2 separate regions of the Pan troglodytes genome follow, and region 1 is linked to region 2. The links are chromatin contacts, called in public Hi-C maps. All regions are on one chromosome and are shown on one strand. The core of a region is the stretch at or near the end of the contact, and the rest is flanking DNA. Distances in the headings are between cores, read along the strand shown. Region 1 holds the start of PARD3B (par-3 family cell polarity regulator beta). Region 2 has its middle 280 kb from the start of PARD3B.

The links. Hi-C and Micro-C count contacts between places; a contact is called where the count stands out from the background.
Region 1: a Hi-C map of stem cell-derived neural progenitor cells shows a contact between it and region 2, with 2.8 times the contacts expected there. The contact joins the promoter of PARD3B here to the enhancer-like site in region 2. A contact is called at or near these places in 1 of 7 Hi-C or Micro-C datasets (stem cell-derived neural progenitor cells) and 1 of 1 other capture datasets (stem cell-derived neural stem cells).

What each region holds. Positions count from the first base shown.
Region 1 is chr13:106,771,076-106,776,143 of NHGRI_mPanTro3-v2.0_pri, forward strand. PARD3B (par-3 family cell polarity regulator beta) reads left to right here and starts at 3,577. Exons shown (of 22, transcript XM_009444085.4): 1 at 3,577-4,220. The coding sequence starts at 4,101.
Region 2 is chr13:106,488,035-106,492,911 of NHGRI_mPanTro3-v2.0_pri, forward strand. No RefSeq gene overlaps it. Among named protein-coding and RNA genes, the nearest start is that of PARD3B, 280 kb to the right of the region's middle. Within about 2 kb of position 1,912, at least 7 of the 24 cell types and tissues checked have an H3K27ac peak or open chromatin away from gene starts, as enhancers often do. A contact at or near this core is called in stem cell-derived neural progenitor cells, where this site is marked.

The DNA of each region.
Region 1 (5,068 bases), core at 2,327-4,826, 280 kb after region 2:
TCCAAGTAAAGGGATATAAATGAGAATCAGAAAGTGGCCTTTGGTAGAGTAAGCAGAATTGAAAAGAGAACTCTTGGTTGCACCCTTACCTCAAAGCTATATTTGGACAGCTGAGTTTGCTGGAGAGCACCAATGACCACTGCTATTGGCCCTCTTTCTAACAGTCTTCTACAGATGCCTAGAGGTGAAAGGACTTGGTCCTATCCAGAGTAGGGCCTATTCCTGTGCTTACCGTTAATGGGCCCCAGTGAGCTTCAGAGAAGGAGATCACACATTGAGGAAAACAACTAATTAATAATCAAAATTAACTTAATATAACAGCATCAGAACAGTTTCCTTGCTTTTGGTTGCTCATTTTACTTTTTTTTTTTTTTTTTTTAAGAGATGCTTATTTCATGATTCAGCTCCTTTTCAAGAAAACAAACTTAGGGAGAATATTAGTTTCTACAGAGTAGAATTCAATATAAGGAGGGGTGATATAGCTGTACCATTTGTGAAGACTTGTGAGTCTTGCTTATAGGATGGGCAAAAAATGGACCTTCCAAAAAGCCGGTGGCCCATAATATTCCCCTTAGGGTGAAGAGCATTGTTATTTGTGCATCCAGGACAGCTACAGAAATAAATAACCGAAAATGTCAACAAATGAATGCCATGCAGTATTTAGAGACAAACAGCTCTAAAGAAGAATCCATTCTTGTCCAGTTAAACAATAACCCAGACCATTTGCTTTTAAATATAAAAGGGAAAAAATGAAAATGAATACCCATTTTTCTCTTTCATTATTTATGCAATCATTCTTGCACCTGCTTTCGGAAGGAAGCAAAGAATGTGATCTTTTATACTAATGCTCCAAGGGTTTCAGAAATAAGTTAATTTAATTAGTAAAATTGATTCAATTTTTTTTGTGATAAATAGTACTTGCTATAAATAATTCCTTGAAAGGTAAAAATATTTTGTTTAACAGTGCAAAACATGAGACTCAATTACTGGTCAACTATAGATTAAATATTATCATTCTTCATTCAATGTATACCTGATAGTACCTGACATTTTAGTTATACTTCCGCAAGGCAGGGTGGTTTAATAATATTGGTCAGGATTATTGTTCTTTCTCTGTATAACACTTCTTTACTGGCTACTCCAGTACTTGCTAAGCTGTCAGATAACAAATGGAAAAATATCACATCACAGGCATATTTATCTACCGAGCAGGCAAAACAAGAAAATGGAACCCAGGCTTGGCATCCTCTAGTGTTACTCAATCAAGGCAAATTATTTATTGTCTTCTGCCCAGGAGGTCCCATGGGGCATGAAATATTGATTTAGGAATTTGCTGGGCATGAATGACTGTGTGTTGCAGTTGTGTTCTTTTTTTTAATCCCTTGATAATATATGGTAAATTGTTTCTATATATGCTGTGATGAGGCTGAATAACAAATTAAACCTGGCTATTTAATAAACATGAAATGTAAACACTAAACTCTTCATACTAACTTAGGGCTATAAAAGGTCACCCCATGGTGTGCAGGATTGCACAATGCACTGTTCACATCCTTGTCTAGAGTCATCTCTTCCTTCATCTCACAATGGCATGGCCTCTGCTGCATCCCCTAGGTCCCGATTCCAACTTCCCAAGTGGAATTGGGAAAGCCGGAGTGTTCTTTATGGTTCACTTGGGGATTCTCAAAGCCAGGACTTTGGGTGGGAGGTTCTAGATATTGGGAAGGAGCTAAACCTGGGCTAAGAGGGAATTTGTGGCGAAGAGGAGGAGCTATTCATGACCCAAGCAGCAGAAAATGAGTCTGGAGCAACTGTAAAGCAAAAAGCCATGATGTAGGAAGGATGGCAACATGCAAAGTTATTTCCTCAGTGGAAAATCTTTGCTCTGTACCATTCTATAGGTCCATGAAATACCGAATATTAAAAGTGAGGGCCACACATTAATGCATGGCATCAGTATCTATTTGTTTGTTTGATTCACTCATTGGTACTTCTCATGTAAGAAACAGCACAGCAGTTACGATGAAGACTCTGGAATCAGATGACCTGGGTTTTAAGCCAGCCTCTGCTACTTTCTAAGAATGAGATTTTAACTAAATCATTTAACCTCCTTTGGCCTCAGCTCCTCATCTCTAAAAAGAGGATATATTGTCTCCTTTGAAGAGAGCTGGCCTGAGAATGGAGACCACACTGAGGAACAGATAGAGCTAAGAGCTGGACAAAGCTAGCTGGCCCCTGAGGACATAGTTTGAGTTCCTGCTTTCAACCTTGCCTCAATGGAGTGCCCTCTGGATCTTCTGATTTTATGAGGTGATCAATTCTGCCTTTGGTTTATTTAAATGTAAATTAGTTTGTATTGGATTTACAACCAAATTACAATGGACTTGGTTTACATGATCCTCTTGGTTTGCCACTGACTTTCTATACATAGAAGACAACCAATATATACTTACTGAATTTATGAATGAGCTAAAATTTATTTTTCTAAAAAACCTCTTGAAACCCATGAATTTAATCTCCTCTGCATTATCATACCATCCTAGGCAATTCACGTTCAATTTAAGTGTGTCCACATAGGAGCACATCCTTCTGTAGAGAAACACATGATGCAGCCCTGAGGGTCTTGCTGGATGAACTGGATGGCTAAGAAAACTGCAGGGAGAGACCAGAGATTGAGCTCAGAAGACCTGAGTTCTTTTCAACAGAACTAACACCATGGTCTGCTCAGTCTCTTGACCTCTCCGAGCACCATTCTTGATGCACAAGATGCGAAGAATAATATCTACCTACAGGGTAGTTGTTAAGCTCAAAGGAGCTCATTTACATGAGAGCTAAGAATGAAACTAATGTAGTTTGTTGGTTTCCCCCACATATTCCCATTTCAATTGGTGATGGATACACACCTGCCAAATCATGAGCCTAAGGGTGTTAACTTTTTTTTTTCCTAATAAAATGCACAACGGTAGTCGCATTCCAGAAGGCTATGCGTCAACACACGCGATCATATCTGGGTCTTGGGTGTGACCTTTGGCCAAATACTCAGTGTCCTCGAGGGTCTGTAAAAGGAAAAGTTTCCACTGGCGCGTTCTCTCCAAGGTTCGCTTCAGCTCTGCTATCGCAGGGCTCCTGAGGGCAGCGGCAAGGGCTGTGCTTAAGGCGAGTTCCTAACAGGCCCTCGGGGCACTCCTGCATCTCAGCACCCGGCAGCCTCGCCCCTTGGGTGTTTTTGGTGGGCGTGACTAGAAGCACCTGCTCCTGGGCTCCTTTTGCATCTTGCTGCAGTCCCCTCCTGTGAAGGGCGCAGCTCTGCAGTCTCCTCGCTCTTCCCTCGGGTGTTCTTTCTGAGATCCGGTTTCAATCCTCGAGCGTGTAGCCCTCGGGTCCCCTTACAACTCCCCAGAGCTCCGTGTGCATGCGTGCGAGAGGGAGAGAGCCAGGGAGAGACCCAGGTGACGAGACGAGACTCCCGGGCTCCAGTTACTGGCCCGCAGGGCCGGGGCACGTCGTCGCCCAGCGTGCGGCGGGGCCCGGGAGCGCCGCGGCCCCTTTAAGAGCCGGGCCCAGGCCGTCCCCGGGACCGCGGGAGCCCAGAGCGCGGGCGCCGCAGAGGAGTTGGGAGCCGGCGCAAAAGTTTCCTCCCAACTCTGGCCCCGTGCGCCGCCGCCGCCGCCGCCCACTCCAGCCCCGGGCTTGGGGCCGGCCCTGCCAACGCCGCCAGGGCCAGGGCCAGGGCCAGGGCCAGCGACAGGGCAGGGCCGGCAGTTTCGCTTTGGTGGGCGCGGAGCAGCCGCCTGGGCCGGGCAGGAATAGGAGCGGGAGGAGGAGGAGGAGGAGCCGGGCCGCGGAGCTGCCGCGTCCCGGGGCGCCGGGCACCTGGGAGGTAACCCCTTTCCGCGGCCGCCCCTCCCCGATTCCCGCCACCTGCCGCCTGGCCAGGTGGAAGGGGCGCTGCCGCGAGCCTCCGGGCCTCAGGGTGTTCCGGGGAGCGGCGCCCCGGGTCTCCGGGCCCACCCGCCCCGGGCGTTCTCCGAGAGTGGGGGCTGCGCCCGCGGGGTCAGACACCTGTTCGGCCCGGCCCGGCGTGGTCGCCGGGGGCCAGGATGAAAGTGACCGTGTGCTTCGGCAGGACGGGCATCGTGGTGCCCTGCAAGGAGGGCCAGCTGCGCGTCGGCGAGCTCACCCAGCAGGCGCTGCAGCGGTACCTGAAGACCCGGGAGAAGGTGAGCGCGGCGCGGAGGAGGGGGGCGCGGCTGCAGCCAAGGCACCTGCCAGGTGCGACCCGGTGGCGACACTCAGGGGATGCAGAAAACCCAGGGGATTATGGGGCACTGCCTGTAGCTGCAGCTGTTGTCTATTGCTAATATCAGTGATGTGGGTGTCTTTGGGTGTTTGTGGGCCTTGAGCTCCGAGGGTCGTGAGTGGACCTGCAGCATTGGAATCTCTTGGGAGCTTCTTAGAACTGCCCAATATGGGCAGTTCCCCAAACCCACCGACTCAGGATCTGCTCAGGTGATTGGAGTGCCCACTGAAGTTTGAGAACCACTGGTTTAGAACTTGTTTGAGGGAACGTCTTAAAAGGTGCTGCTCACCTAAGTGTGATTTTTGACCCATTAAGGCCCGCCTCACTTAGGCTCCTTGGAGTTAGAAAGTTGATTGTGCAAGTGACACATACTCGGAAGTTACAACTGATGGGGCCTTTGGAGTTTCAGCCTTGTGAGCTGCCCTGTCTCAGTGACTTGGGCAGGAACACAGGTGGGAGCATGCTGTTTGCTTAGCCAACCTGTCTACATTTTGAGTGTTTTCAGTTTAATGTCACAGATTCTATGACCATTTACTATGTGTGTGGGCTGTTGTCAGGTCCTGAGTGACTATTAAAATGAGAAAGACGTTCCTAGCTCTGTAGCTGAAGTCAGGAACAAGTATACATTAAGTGACAATTTTTTTTTAAGTGTGCAATACTTGTTGAGAAAATATCTGGCACTAGAACTTATGCCAAGTATTTGGGTAACATTGGGCCTCTGGGACTTCCTCAGTGAAACTTCTAAATGAAAGCATTGAATAACCTTTT
Region 2 (4,877 bases), core at 662-3,161:
CCATCTCCCTAGCAACAGAGTTCCTGATGGCCAATGGACACTCATTTTGAAGCACTAACAGGGTTTTTGTTTTCAAAGCATGTCTACTTCTTCTACTTTGATTAATCAACATCATCTCTTTTGGTGTGTGTTTAAGTGAAACAATAGATTACTGCTCAGCTACAGTTGAATGACAAAGGGTTTTCATGAATCTCAAGAAGAAAAAGCAAAAAAGCAAAAATCTACAATGGATTTTGTCCAAAGGGAAAACTTAAAAACCTCTATTTTCCTTGCTGCCTAAGTTCTTGTAAGCAATTATGTTTAGAATAGTCTTTTGAAGCATGAACCATTCCTCTCTATATCACCAAAAATGTGGAGTAGTCCACCTTTTTCAGCTTTCTTTTTGGCTTAGGATACTTGAAACCTTACAGATAATTCATGCTTGGTTTACAAGAGTAACATTTAGAATAGTGCCCCAAATCATCTCCCAGTGATTCTTAGAACTCTGTTTTTTCAGACTCTGAACTCTGACAACTGTTTTGGACTTGCCTTTTGTTTCTGGCAGGGAGGGTTAAAATGTGTTTAGGAAGATACATTTCTCAGGGAATTTTTTTTTACTCTCTCTTCATTGGAATCCTTTTCTCAGCTTTAGACAGTTTAATGATTCTATGACACTAGGAATATGTCTGTGATGACTTTGCTTCACCTTCTTATGTTGGGACCAGCATTCTTGAATTATTCCAATACCCCTTAAGGTCTTCATCCACACTTGATTAAGATACTTAAAACAAACAGAGGCACTCCATTAAAATGTATCATCCATTAGTTTCTGGCTGAGTTTCTCTTCTAAATCCCTAAACACATGTGAAAAGGTAAAATGAGGAAGTAGAATTCTGTCTTGAATTCAGTTCTAAATACTTAGATGATAATTCTTGACTTTTAAGTCAAAATGCTCGTTCACTGCCTGGCAAGGAAGAATACAAAAGAAGCCATGTGCTTGATTTTGTATGTAATGAACATGTACTGAAATGCATTTGCTTTTGTCTTGCACATGCTCATTTTAAAGATGATTCATACAGTGGATTGAGACTGAATTTTCTTCTAGGCTTCTTCTAGGAGGGGCACTAAATGGGGTGGGGGAGCTATATTAACAAGCGGGTCTTTCATGGAGTCCTAAAAGTCACCACGAGGTGGCAGACGAGCACAATATGAAGAAGGATTTACATCCCAGGGGGCCAACTCCTGGGCTCTGCTAATGGCTTGATTTTCCACTTACATGCAAGAAAATGCCATGGAAACTTTTGTTTCCTCTTTGAGTGAACGAGGAGGGAAAGGGATGGGGGAGACACAAAGTCCCCTTCCACTGTGTGTTGTCTGCTGCCCCATAGCCACATCTGGACATTATAAATCATGCATTGTTGGAGTTCAGCATTTTCTGATCTTAGCAACAGCCCCATTCTAAGCAAAAGGGAACCAGTATGTTTGGTTCAGCTTAAAAACAACTAAAATCACAGGTTAATGGGAGGAAAGAAAATAACTGTACCAGAGGAAAAAGCAACAGTGGAGCTTTTCTCTACAACCAGTACTGGGCAAGTAACTTTAGAACATAACAGGTTGCTGGTCCCAGCTGCCAATTAGTTCTTACCCTGTAACTTGTTCCTGCTCCCACGACAGGGACACGAAACTGCATGCGAGTCTTACAATAAAATTCCCTCTCTGTTCATAGCTCCTCCCACTGCCCCCTGTCCACCAACTAATTATTTATTATTATTATTACTTTTTAGTCTCGACAATTGCTTGATATTCCACAGAACCTGCTTAGAAAAGGTGTGACATTGCTGCCTTTCAGCAGAAAATCACTGTGGGTGTTGCAGCTGCTGCGTTCTAGCTCAGCTGAGTCTGATGCCTCCATCTGCCTGCCTCCTGCATTCCCCAGCTCATGGATCTCCATGCAAAATACCTTTAGACCATTTGCACTAGGATCTGTCTAATCTCGTTAGATTTCTCATTTTCAGCATAATACTGTCATGGTGCTGTGCACCAGTGCCCCAGATTAGTGGCTTGTCAGAATGGTGCCCCACTAATGAGCTAATCCAAATAATGCTCAAATCCCAAATCAGATTTAAGACGATCCAGTCTGGGTAGAATTAGGGAGCAAGAAATCCTGGCCCAAAGAACAAGTTTTCATTTTCTTTGTTTCTCCTTAAAACAAAATAGGGGGAGTGCCTGTCAAACTCCAGACTTTTTTTTCCCCTTTGTATGACATTAACCTCCATTACACAATTGGGAATAATAAACAGAAAAGAGTACACCTGTATGGATTGGTATAAATTTACCTTAGAGGATTAGAAAACACAGACACACACAGACATATGCGAGCTTAATATATTCAGCAGATCTATGTCCTTCACAGCTTCTAGTTTTCCTGACTTTCCTGTGAGCTTGACCTTAAGACCTTGTAGATTTTGAGTCTGATGTATTTCAGTGGTGACCTTAGGATGTAGGGTTAGGTCAAAAAAAATTTTTTTAAAGCTTATTTGTTTTCTTATTTTCCCTCAGGGTAAACCTGGGCTCCAGAAATTCCAAACTGTATAATAGCAAAGTTAAGGTCAGGACCCTGACAAAGGAGCTAAGGAGACAGAATGCAAGCAGAATCATTTGGGTTTCAGGTGTTCTTGAAAATGAAGCTTTGGCTTAAAAATGCATGCTTAGAAGGGTTTCTTGTTTCTGTGCCTTTCTAGTTTTGGGAGGAGTGAAAGACATGATTGCTGCTGGCACAAAGGTCATTTTTATGAAGGCCAACTAGTGGGCCCACAAAGAGCAATAGGAGAATCAGCTGCCTCCCAGTCTCCTCCACAGGGCATCCACCCAGGCACTGTCACAGCTTCACAGCCTTTCACGTTGCTGCTGTATAAAGCCGAAAGAACATGGCTTGGCTTTTTAAGAGTCAATTCAGCAAAGCAAGGCAGTTTGCCATGTGTTTTGACACACAAACGGAGCCAATTTGTTATTCGAATGGTAGCTTCAGAATACAAAAATGGACCATTCTGTCCTTTAACTTCTATAGGCTTTTTTTGGGAAAGCATCTCATTGCTTTCCTGTCAGTGTCTGGTAGTCCATTCCCCAAGGTCTTCAGAAATGTTATTTTAATGAAGCTCCAATGAAGTGCCTCAGCTTTATTTCTTCTTTTTTTTTTTTTTTTTTTTTGAGACAGAATCTCACTTTGTCGTCCAGGCTGGAGTGCAGTGGTATGATCTCGGCTCACTGCAACATCTACCTCCTGGGTTCAAGTGATTCTCCTACCTTAGCCTCCTGAGTAGCTGGAAATATGGGCACCCACCACCATGCCAACTAATTTTTTGTATTTTTAGTAGAGACGGGGTTTCACCATGTTGGACCAGCTGGTCTCGAACTCCTGACCTCAGGTGATCCGCCCCCGTCTGCCTCACAAAGTGATGGGATTACAGGCATGAGCCACTGCGCCCGGCCATCTTCTCACTTTTTGTACTTCCGTTTGATATGTGTGTAGCTTTATAATCACTAGACTTTTTAGATTATAAGCTATTCAAAGAAAGTTTTGAGTTTTGTGCTTAATGGAGTTCTATTGTTTTGGAAATTATACAAGCTTTACACACTGATTTCAAATTTGACCACATCATACACAGTCACGAACACAGGAAGACTATCTGGAACTCCAGGGTCTCTGTTGAATACCTCCTTGAGAGGTGGCAGCTGTAACTCTCATTCCTTCACCACTTTTCTTTCCCCGTTGCCACGTTCGGAAACATATAGAATTATACTGGTTCCCATAACTCAGCTAGGTCAACAGACACTCTGTCACCAGTGGGATGATCAGACAAAGAGACTGATTTTATTTATTTTCCTATTTGATAACAGAAGGGAAGATTGACAAGGGAAATGAACACATGTACCTATAAAGACTTGTACCTAAATGTTCATACCCACTTTATTCACAATAACCCCAAACTGGAAACAGACCAAATGTCCTCAGCTAGCAAGCAGGTAAACAATCTGTGGTACGTTCATACAACGGAACACAACGCAGCAGGCAATAGGAACCGATCACTGAAAATGCAACAACACAGAAGAATCTTGAAAGCACGAGCTGAAAGGGGCCAGAATGAAAAGGCTGTATCCTGTGTGATTCCATTTGTATAAAATTCTAGAGAAGGCAAAATCATAATGACTAAAATCAAATCAGTGGTTGTCTGGGGCTGGGACTTGGGGTTGGGAAAGAGAATTGGCTGCAAAGGGCAGGAGAAAACTCTTTTGGGGTAGGTGGAAATGTTCTGAACGTGGCTGTAGTGATAATTACACAAAGGCACATGTTTGTCAAAACTCATGAAATTGCACACTTCGAACAGATGGATTTTTTTTTTTTTTTTTTTTTTTTTTTTTTTTTTTTTTGTAGACACATGGTCTCACTGTGTTGCCCAGGCTAGACTTGAACTCCTGGGCTCAAGCAATCCCCCTACCTCATCCTCCTGTGTAGCTGGGATTACAGGCACCCACAACCATAGATGAATTTTATTGCACCTAGATTATGCCTCAGTTACAAAAAATTTTTAAAATCCTTTTTGGGTGGATGAGTTTTTATATTTTATGAAACTGTCATCAAATGAAAACACAAGAGCCAGAGTGAACCATTTTGTGTCTGTTTCAGCTTCATCACCTATTAGCTTTGCTGCAGCAGTTGAATTTGAAGAAAATCGTACTGTAATGCCAAAGCAAGTTGGTATAGAGAGTACTGCTGCCATATTTTGTCACGCCTCCACAGCCTTCACAAGTTTTCTTACCCAATGCATGAGGAACGTGAACCTGTGATATTAATTGATTAGATGTCAGCTAATCAACTAAGTTTCTTTGGTTAACCACAC